Linked DNA regions of Mus musculus: region 2 is linked to region 1. A link is a contact called in public Hi-C data. All regions are on one chromosome and are shown on one strand. Each heading gives the region's core, a stretch centred on a gene start, on an enhancer-like site or on the middle of the called end of the contact. The rest is flanking DNA. Distances are from core to core; before and after follow the strand shown. Region 1 overlaps Prkcb (protein kinase C, beta). Region 2 overlaps Prkcb (protein kinase C, beta).

Evidence for each region. A called contact is a pair of places that touch in the nucleus more often than the background predicts.
Region 2: a contact with region 1 is called in a Hi-C map of the N1E-115 cell line, with 2.4 times the contacts expected there. The contact joins two enhancer-like sites. A contact is called at or near these places in 4 of 484 Hi-C or Micro-C datasets (the HPC-7 cell line, the N1E-115 cell line, embryonic fibroblasts and 1 more), 1 of 115 datasets of contacts at active chromatin or transcription factors (embryonic basal ganglia) and 3 of 9 other capture datasets (adipose tissue, embryonic stem cells and liver).

What each region holds. Positions count from the first base shown.
Region 1 is chr7:122,496,804-122,500,666 of GRCm38.p6, reverse strand. The region is part of intron 5 of Prkcb (protein kinase C, beta); the gene reads right to left. Among named protein-coding and RNA genes, the nearest start is that of Cacng3, 170 kb to the left of the region's middle. Within about 2 kb of position 1,991, at least 14 of the 459 cell types and tissues checked have an H3K27ac peak or open chromatin away from gene starts, as enhancers often do. A contact at or near this core is called in the N1E-115 cell line, where this site is marked.
Region 2 is chr7:122,599,239-122,603,679 of GRCm38.p6, reverse strand. Prkcb (protein kinase C, beta) reads right to left here. Exons shown (of 17, transcript NM_008855.2): 16 at 2,850-2,990. Among named protein-coding and RNA genes, the nearest start is that of Cacng3, 70 kb to the left of the region's middle. Within about 2 kb of position 2,834, at least 5 of the 459 cell types and tissues checked have an H3K27ac peak or open chromatin away from gene starts, as enhancers often do. A contact at or near this core is called in the N1E-115 cell line, where this site is marked.

The DNA.
Region 1 (3,863 bases), core at 742-3,241:
GGGAATTGAGCAGACAAAAAGTCAGCTTTGCCTCTTCTTGTTTAGAGAACGCCTCCCTCCTGTCCCCTGTTGAGGGAGAACAGGGACAAACAAGACTTAATGCTTCCTCATTCACACCCTCAAGAAAGGAACCAAGATGAGGTGCCCATGAGGCCCTGTCTTTGCCTAGGTCCTGAGTAGATGTAGCAAGCAGCCCCCAGTCCCTTCGCTGCAGAGGCAGATGACATGGCTCTGGGCTCTGTTTCGAATGTGATTATTTCTAAAGATGTGACATAAATACTAACATGGGGTCCCTGGAGCTGCAGAGTTGCTACTTGGCAGCTTAATTTGGACATTCAATCAAAACTGTTCACAGTAGCTTTGCACAGCCCAAGCAGCAAAAGCCAGAAGCCACACAATCTGCTCACTGTGATCACTAAGTGATGGGTTTAATTTCCAGACACTTGGGACAGAAGCCTCCCCAGCTCTGAGGAAGGCAGTCTTGCTTCCCTTCTCTGGAGAAACAGTGCATATTTTCTCATTTCTTCAATGGGCTCCCCGTTTTGATAGAAGAGTCCTATCTACATTAACCACATCACTGAGTCATGGAACTCAAAGGATTTTTGAGAACCTGACAGCCACATGCTCAAGTCATGTTCCCCAGGCAGTCGGAGGAAAGAGCTGTCACAGGAAGATAAGTTTTCTGTTTCTTCTACTGTTGTACAGAGGCGATGGGGTAAGAAACAATCTGTTGAAGGAGTCCCAGCAGAGAAATGTCTCCGTGTTATATACTGTCAAATATCCTCGGTAGCGCAGAAGCCATGAAAAAGAGGGAAATGTTCCTGGTAAACCCATTTATCATAAATGCATGACAGAGCGATAGTTAGATGTTGGGGCTGTGTGTGTGCATGGATCAATGGGTAAATGGACAGATGGACAGATGGGTAGGAAGACAGACCAGTGGCTGGGTGGCTGGGTGGGTAGATAGGTAGAGTGATAGATGTTTGCACAGATGGATGTACATATGAATGGCTCAGTGTTTGCATGATGGATGGGTTGATAGCTGAATGGGTAGATACATGGAGGGATGGGTGGGTGATTGGATGGAAGAATGAATCAATAAGTAGATGAGTATATGGATAGGTGAATGGGTGGGTGGGGGGGTGGATGGATGGATGGATCGATGGACAGACAGATGGATAGATAAGTACATGACAGAGGAACATGTGTGGATGATAAAGTAAAGAGCCTAGTCTAAGGGAAGTTGCCATTCCCATTGTCTAATTTTCTGAGCTGTTCATATCTCAAAGCCATTCATGATTAGCACCTTTTGAACTCTCCCCACACGGCCCCTATTCTTTGCCACTGGACATACACACATGTGCAGAGATACACATGTTTCATTCAAAAGACACTTCCAAACCACTCAAGCAAAGAGTTAAGATACCATCTGGCCATGTCATCCTCATCATTGCAAGAGGATTCTGGGGAACCTCTGACATACCTAGGCATTTAGACACTGAGCTCTGGGGATGTCTATGATGTGGGAGCATCCTGGGAAAACTGGTGGGACTTCAAGAACAGCCACCCCAAGAAGGTCACAGCTACTTGCTACCTACTGGAGAAATACTGGTGGTGGTTTTTGGAAGAATGCCTAACCAGACACTGATATAAATCTGATGCTCATCTCCAAAAAGCTTGCATGGCAGAGATAAAGTGCATTCTAGCACAGACCCCACCCCCATCCCTGCCTGGCTAGAATGCTCAGAAGGAAAGGGATGCCCTGCAGAGCCGACCCACCTGAGATACCATCTCTGGCTCACAGAGAGCAAGCCCTAGGATGTTTCTTCCTTCAGCACACAGTGACTCTATATATAATAGGCTATGGCTTTAAATGATTTGTTTCCCCAATTCCCACTTTACTGGATTTTGTCACTTGTGCCCCGAGGCTCTTCCCGCCACCCAGGCCCTGCAGCTAGACATGAGTCATCTCCTCTTGCCTCAGGGAGAGAGTTGTCAGGTGTGACGGAAGAACAAAGGCAGCAAATCCTTGACTTTTTGGTCCTCAAAGCTTCTGTCCCCTCCTTCTTCCCCAGCCACGGCTCAGAAGGTGAACTGCAGGGTGACAGGGAGCGACAGTCCCTTCTCTGCTCTGTGATGCACCCCTCTGGTGCCCAAGCTCTGACTTATACTTGCTTTCAGCACTGGCTTCCACTGCAGCAGCTGCAGGGCTGGGGATGGAGCTGGGTTAGGAAGGTGCCTGCCTAACAAGTCCCTAGCATGAAGGAGGTGTGGTGGTGCACACCTGAATTCCCAGCACCTGGGAGGGAGAGGCAGGGGGATGGGGAGTTCAAGGCTATCCTGACTACAAGAGTAAGTTGGAGGCCAGCCTGGGAACACCTGAGTCTCAAAACAAAAACAAACACAAAAATCCACAGCGAGCTCCCATGCACACCTTGCCCTAATACAAAACCCCAGGACTGGTCCCAGACGCTCAGTCCTAGAGAGAGGCTGGATCCAAACCTGACAGGGGCAGAGCTAGAGCAAACAGCCGAGACGTGTACTTTCCTATGTGTGATGAAAGATCCTCTCTCTCCCAGCCCATAGACTGAGAAGTGGTTTCTCCATCTATTGTCCACAAAACTGCAGCAGGCTAATAGGCAACAGACACCACCCAGACCTCTTGAAGTAAAGACCAAACTGAGTGTTCCGTTACTGTAACAAAACTTCCAGCTTATTCTGAGGCTCCTGAGGTATGAGAACCACCACTTTTGGCCAGCGCTGTCTGACAGAACTTACTGGAAGAATGGAAATGTGTGCTCTCCCTGCTAGCAGCCCCTGGTCACTGGCTGCTGAGGATGTGAAGTCTGGCTATTGTACAGGAAGAACTGAATTCTTTACTTTTCATTTAATTCTCATTGATTCCTATTTAAATGATCCCATGTGGCTGGTGGCTGCCATGTTGTACTGAGCGGCTGGAACACTTACGTCAGTCTCCTGCCTGACAGACCTACCTCAGTACCCTCTTCTTGCAGGTCAGCCTACGAGCTGCAGACAAATTAATCTTCTCGGAGCATAGATCTTATCATGTCGTCCCTGAGCCTGAAACACTCTCAGTGACTCACCATCCCTTTCTGAGTCGAACGAAGTCCATTTCCTTCTGTTCTTTTTTTTAATAAGACTAAAAATGACTTATCTCAGAATATGATTTTTTAAAAAGACTAAATAATTGTAATACATGACGATGAGTGAGCTCCTGTAAAAGACTTGTACTGAACGCAGGTTATACATGAATCTCATTTAATCCTCACCAAAACCTTATGATATACATATAGGGCTCTCTCTCCACTTCACTTATGTGAAAACTGAGCTGAGGAGGTTGAACGATGCATCTGACATCCCATAGCTGTCAATAGAAGAGCAGGATTGGAACCCATGCCAGTGCTGGGGACGATGGTGAGCTCTGTAGTTTAAGGAACTTCAAGTTCAAGGATAGCATGGTCTACTTGGTGACAACCAGTCTCAAACACCATGACTATACAACTATCTCTAAGACATCCCCCTAATCCTGGCAGGTTTTCCTGGGTCAAGTTTGATGTTGAATGTGCCCTCTCTTGGTTCGTCAGTGGTTGCATTCCCATGGAAGCAGCTTCTAGGGCTCCGTGAAACATGGGCACACTTGTTCTTTTGAAGTGAACAAGCGAAAGCTGTCATCAGATGTCTTGGATGCCTCTGGGTAAAGATTAACATATTTATCCCCAAAATAGCATATCTTTGCATCTCAGATGGTATATCTGGCACATCTTAAGGGAAGTCAGCACGTCATTCATCAAGGTGTTAACAAACAAACAAACAAACATGATGGAGGACCTTTTAAAAATGAT
Region 2 (4,441 bases), core at 1,585-4,084, 100 kb before region 1:
GTGATGTCCTCTGCCTACAGTATGTCTCAGATTCTCTGCAGGGCTTCCTGGACCCACAGCATCCCACCCTGCTACCATAGTTTCTGATTCAGGATGTCTAGGGTTGAGTCCTAGCAGTTTATTTTGAACATGGCTCAGATGGAAGCTGTCACTGCTCGTCTGGGAATACCATTTGAAACCCACTGGTGTACAACTCTAACAAAAGCTCCTAAAGTCCAGTGGCTTCAGTGTGAATGAACATGGGCAAAGTAAGAAAAGGATAGGCTCATGTTTTGAGACCTTATAAATAGCTTTGCAAAACCTAAGTGGAGGGGTGCGCTGAGAGAAAGATTGCAGGGATAAATGCTTGCCACACATGCAGAAAGGCTGGAAGAGCTTGAATCGCCAGAAGCCACACAAATTCTGGATTCATGTGGCAGTCCATCTGCAATTCCAGAGTTACGAAGGCTGGGATAGGATGCTCAGATCAACCTGGTTAACCAGACCAGTTCTGTTAGTGATCTGGGTTTTTACTGAGAGACCCTGGCATAGTGAACACGGTGAAAAATGATCAAGGAACAATCCAGAAGTCAGCTTCGGGCCTCCACATGCACATACACACCTTCTGTACACAAATATGCACACTCACATACACACCTCAACATCTAAACACACACACACACACACACACACACACACATCCTCACCATTTAAACAAACACCCACTCACACATACACTCATACACACACGCATACACCTATGCATAAACATGCATAAATACATACAGGCACACACATACACACATATGCACACATACATGTGCACACCTCAGCATTTAAACAAACACGCCCACACTCACACACATATGCGCGCGCACACACACACATACACACATATACTCTAGTGGGTCATTGTCTTACCTCTGAGTCATCAGTTTCCAGAACAAAGAGCCTGCTCATCCCTTCCAAGTTACCTTTTGATTTATTCCCAAAGGGTTCAGTAAAGGCAACTGTACTGCCAAGGACACGTAGCTCCATCCTCTCCAGCACCGAGCACAGACACTTCCTTTAAGAAACAGTACTTCTAACTTGGCCCTTCAAAGACCCTAAACCCAAAACACTAACCACTCAATGACATCACTGACCACCATAATCAACACTCCTTGAGAATTTGTCATGAACTAAGCTCCTCCCAAGTGCTTTCTCTTTCACACTGATCCTCTGATGCAGAAACCATTACCTTGCTACAATACAGAGATGAAAAAGTAATTAGGTCAGAGACTAGTCAAAGCGCACAGGCTCTGTAATAGTCAAGCGACAGAGTCTACTTGCTGATGGTCAGATGCTATTAGGAATGCCATGCTCCAGCCTGTGTCTTTGTTTTAAGATGAATGATAATGACACTCAAAAGTGATGTCATATGGTTGTGCTCTCAGGAGGGGTTTAAACCAGATATAATCCCACACATTTCCAGAAGGATCCAGAGAGAGTGTGTCTCTGCTGGACTTTCTAGGAAGATTGATTTGGTATTAATCTGGAATGTTCAACAGCAGAACTGGCTTGTCCATTGGAGCTGGCTTCTTAGCACTCAGATATATCCAGAATGAGGCTCAGCAGGGGTGCAGCAGAGATGGGGCAGTTCTGCAGAGTGCTGAGAATCACCTGAGAGATTTTCTCATACTCCTGTCCTTTTCCCTGGACATAGAAAGCTTCCAATGGAGTGGGACTCTTCACAACATGGATTCTCCCTTCACCCCATACCTCAGCCGCTGGGTGACTGGTCAAAGTGCCTGAACCTCTCTAAGTCTCCCCTTTCATCTCCCACATGCCAGAATAATAGCTCCCACCTTGTACACTGTTGTGAGGGTTTAATTAGATGCTGTAAATGAAATGCTCAACATGGCACCTAGCACATAATAAATGCTCATGAAATGAACAATTATCGCACCAAAATAGCTATCATCATCACCTTTCTCTTCTGAACACTGATACCCTCACGACTTCAAGTTTCAATCACAATGTTTATGTTCCCTTTACAGCCTCAGTCAGTAGTTTCACAACACATAATAAAGTCACCAGGTCTGGGCTGTACTTAACATCAACAAAGAAACATCCACCTTATAAAATCACCATTCTAATTCACCCAGGCACAAACTCCCCCTCCTCCCCCTTGCAAGAAGCTGGCAAGGACCCTGCTGGGTCTTTAGGGCTGCAATTTTTTCCCCCAGCAACTGTAGGGGAATGGGAAGCATTTATTCTGACATCACAACAATGATATACTTGTCTACACCCCAACCTCATGGAGGTCTGCGGGTCTGACTCTTTCTTCTTGACCTGGGGAAAGGGCTGGCTGGTGAACCATTCTCAGTTACGGACTCAGAGGTAGTACTGTAGGTTTCAGAATTCAATTTAAATACCATTGAGATAAACAACATGACCTTTTCAATGTCAATCTGAAGAGAAAATGACACAGTTGAACTGAGGAAGGAAGGAGGGCAAAATTAGATTCTTCATCACAATTCAGAAGTTAAGTCTGGACTCTGCTCACCCAGGAACCATCCCCTCCATCCCTCCTACCCCTCCCCCTCCCCCAAGGTGGCGGCTCAGACAGTTACAGTAATTGAATCAAAGCAGCAGCAGCAGCAGCAACAGCTCCATATCAATTGTCTCTCCCTTACGTACAGGGGCCTGGCTTTGCAATAATTGCCGTTTGGTATCCAGGGGCTTGGCGCACACAGGGAGAGGTAGCTACAGACATATTCAGGTCGATGCTTTGATGTCCACACCTCTAGAGCATTCAGAGCATGCACACACCAAAGAAAGAGCGTGTTGTGTCCAAGGAGCGGCCAGCCGCGGAGAGGTCTACTTACAGCTTTTGGTTTATAAGGTGGCTGAATCTCCTTGCGTTCGAGTTTCTCCCAGTCAATATACCGGAAAAACGCATGCTCCTTAATGTCTCGTTCCCCTTCAGGCCCACAACCCAGGCGCTTGCCTGGGTGTTTGGTCATTAGCTAAAAAGGAAAGAAAAGCATTGAGCAGATTGTAGACCAGGAAATGAGTGCTGCTGAGATATTATTATTCCAATGACTTAGCAAAGTCAGGGCAGACTGTCAACCAACCAGTCTTACTGTCTGAGTTTCTTCCCAGGGACAGTTTTTTAGCCAGATCTCTGTAGGAGCAAAGACCAAAATGATACCCACCCCAGAGCAAAGTCCCTCAGGGAGAATCAAACTAAACCTCAAATATGGCCTTGAGCGTCACATTAAAAATGTCACAGCCTGTCATTTGGGTTCAAGAATGAGCATTATGTAATTACTGGTGCCCCCAGTGGGGCCAGTTTCTACATGTTCAAACCCCTTTCTCCTGTCGTAAGGAACGCTGACATTTGACCAACTCGAAGGATATGTTCATTCAGATGCCATTTGCATTTCTCAGCAAAGCACTTGTGAAAATTAAAAAAGAAGAAGAAGAAGAAAAATATTAGTCAAATGGACCCAAGTTTCAAGTAATTACTTTCAGAAAGCTCATTAAATAGTCCAAAGCTAGCCCAGCTCGTTCCCTGTATCAAAGCTCCCTCCGCTCTGCTGAGGTTTCTCTGGTGTTCTGTTTAAATTACTTAATTATCAAAACCCTCCATCTTTGGGTCTGTGAGCCAGTGCTAAAAAACAAGATGAATAGATATGCTCTGAAGTGTAGCCACCAAATAGGCTTGGTCTTAGAAATGAACCTAAAGTAGCAACGAGGATCTCTGATCGCAAGATGCTAGCATGTGAACAGAGAGGAAATCTGGGGGAGTTGCTGATTCAGAAAGAGAAGGACGAGGGCAAAGGAACAGGAAAGAATGAACTGTGGAGCTGACTCCACGCCTCCAGTTTTACCTAGGACTGGCTGACAGTGGGTAAAGGCAGAACCCAGCAGTTCAGCAGTGCATTTGACATGAATTCTGCTTACAGGATGCCCCGTGGACCCCGCCACAGGCACACGCTTTCTGTGTGTGCTTTATCTTCCAAGGAGTCAAAGTCCCACAAACTCAGTGTTCTCTGCTCCTTCTTTTCTTACAGGCATGACTCTACCCGACTGTCACAGTAACCCAAGGAGGGGAGTCTATTTCTTTTCCCTCTTGAAATGGTGAAGCAAATGATACTCGGAGAACTCAGACAAACACAAGGACTTATAGTTACAGGTGAGATTCACTTAGCCTAGCTCCAAAATTTTGGCTTTTAAGAGAAATAGGAGCCAGGAGGTGTAGTATATGCTTGTATTCCTAGCACTTCATAAGCTGAGACAGGAGGATTGCTATTAGGAGATTCTGTATCAAACTGAGAGAGGGAGAGAGAGAGAGAGAGAGAGAGAGAGAGAGAGAGAGAGAGAGAGAGAGAGAGAGAGAGAGAGATAGATAGATCTGTGTCAGGTCCAAAAGAAACCCAACCTGACACAAAATGGCCAACTGTGATACCTCTTA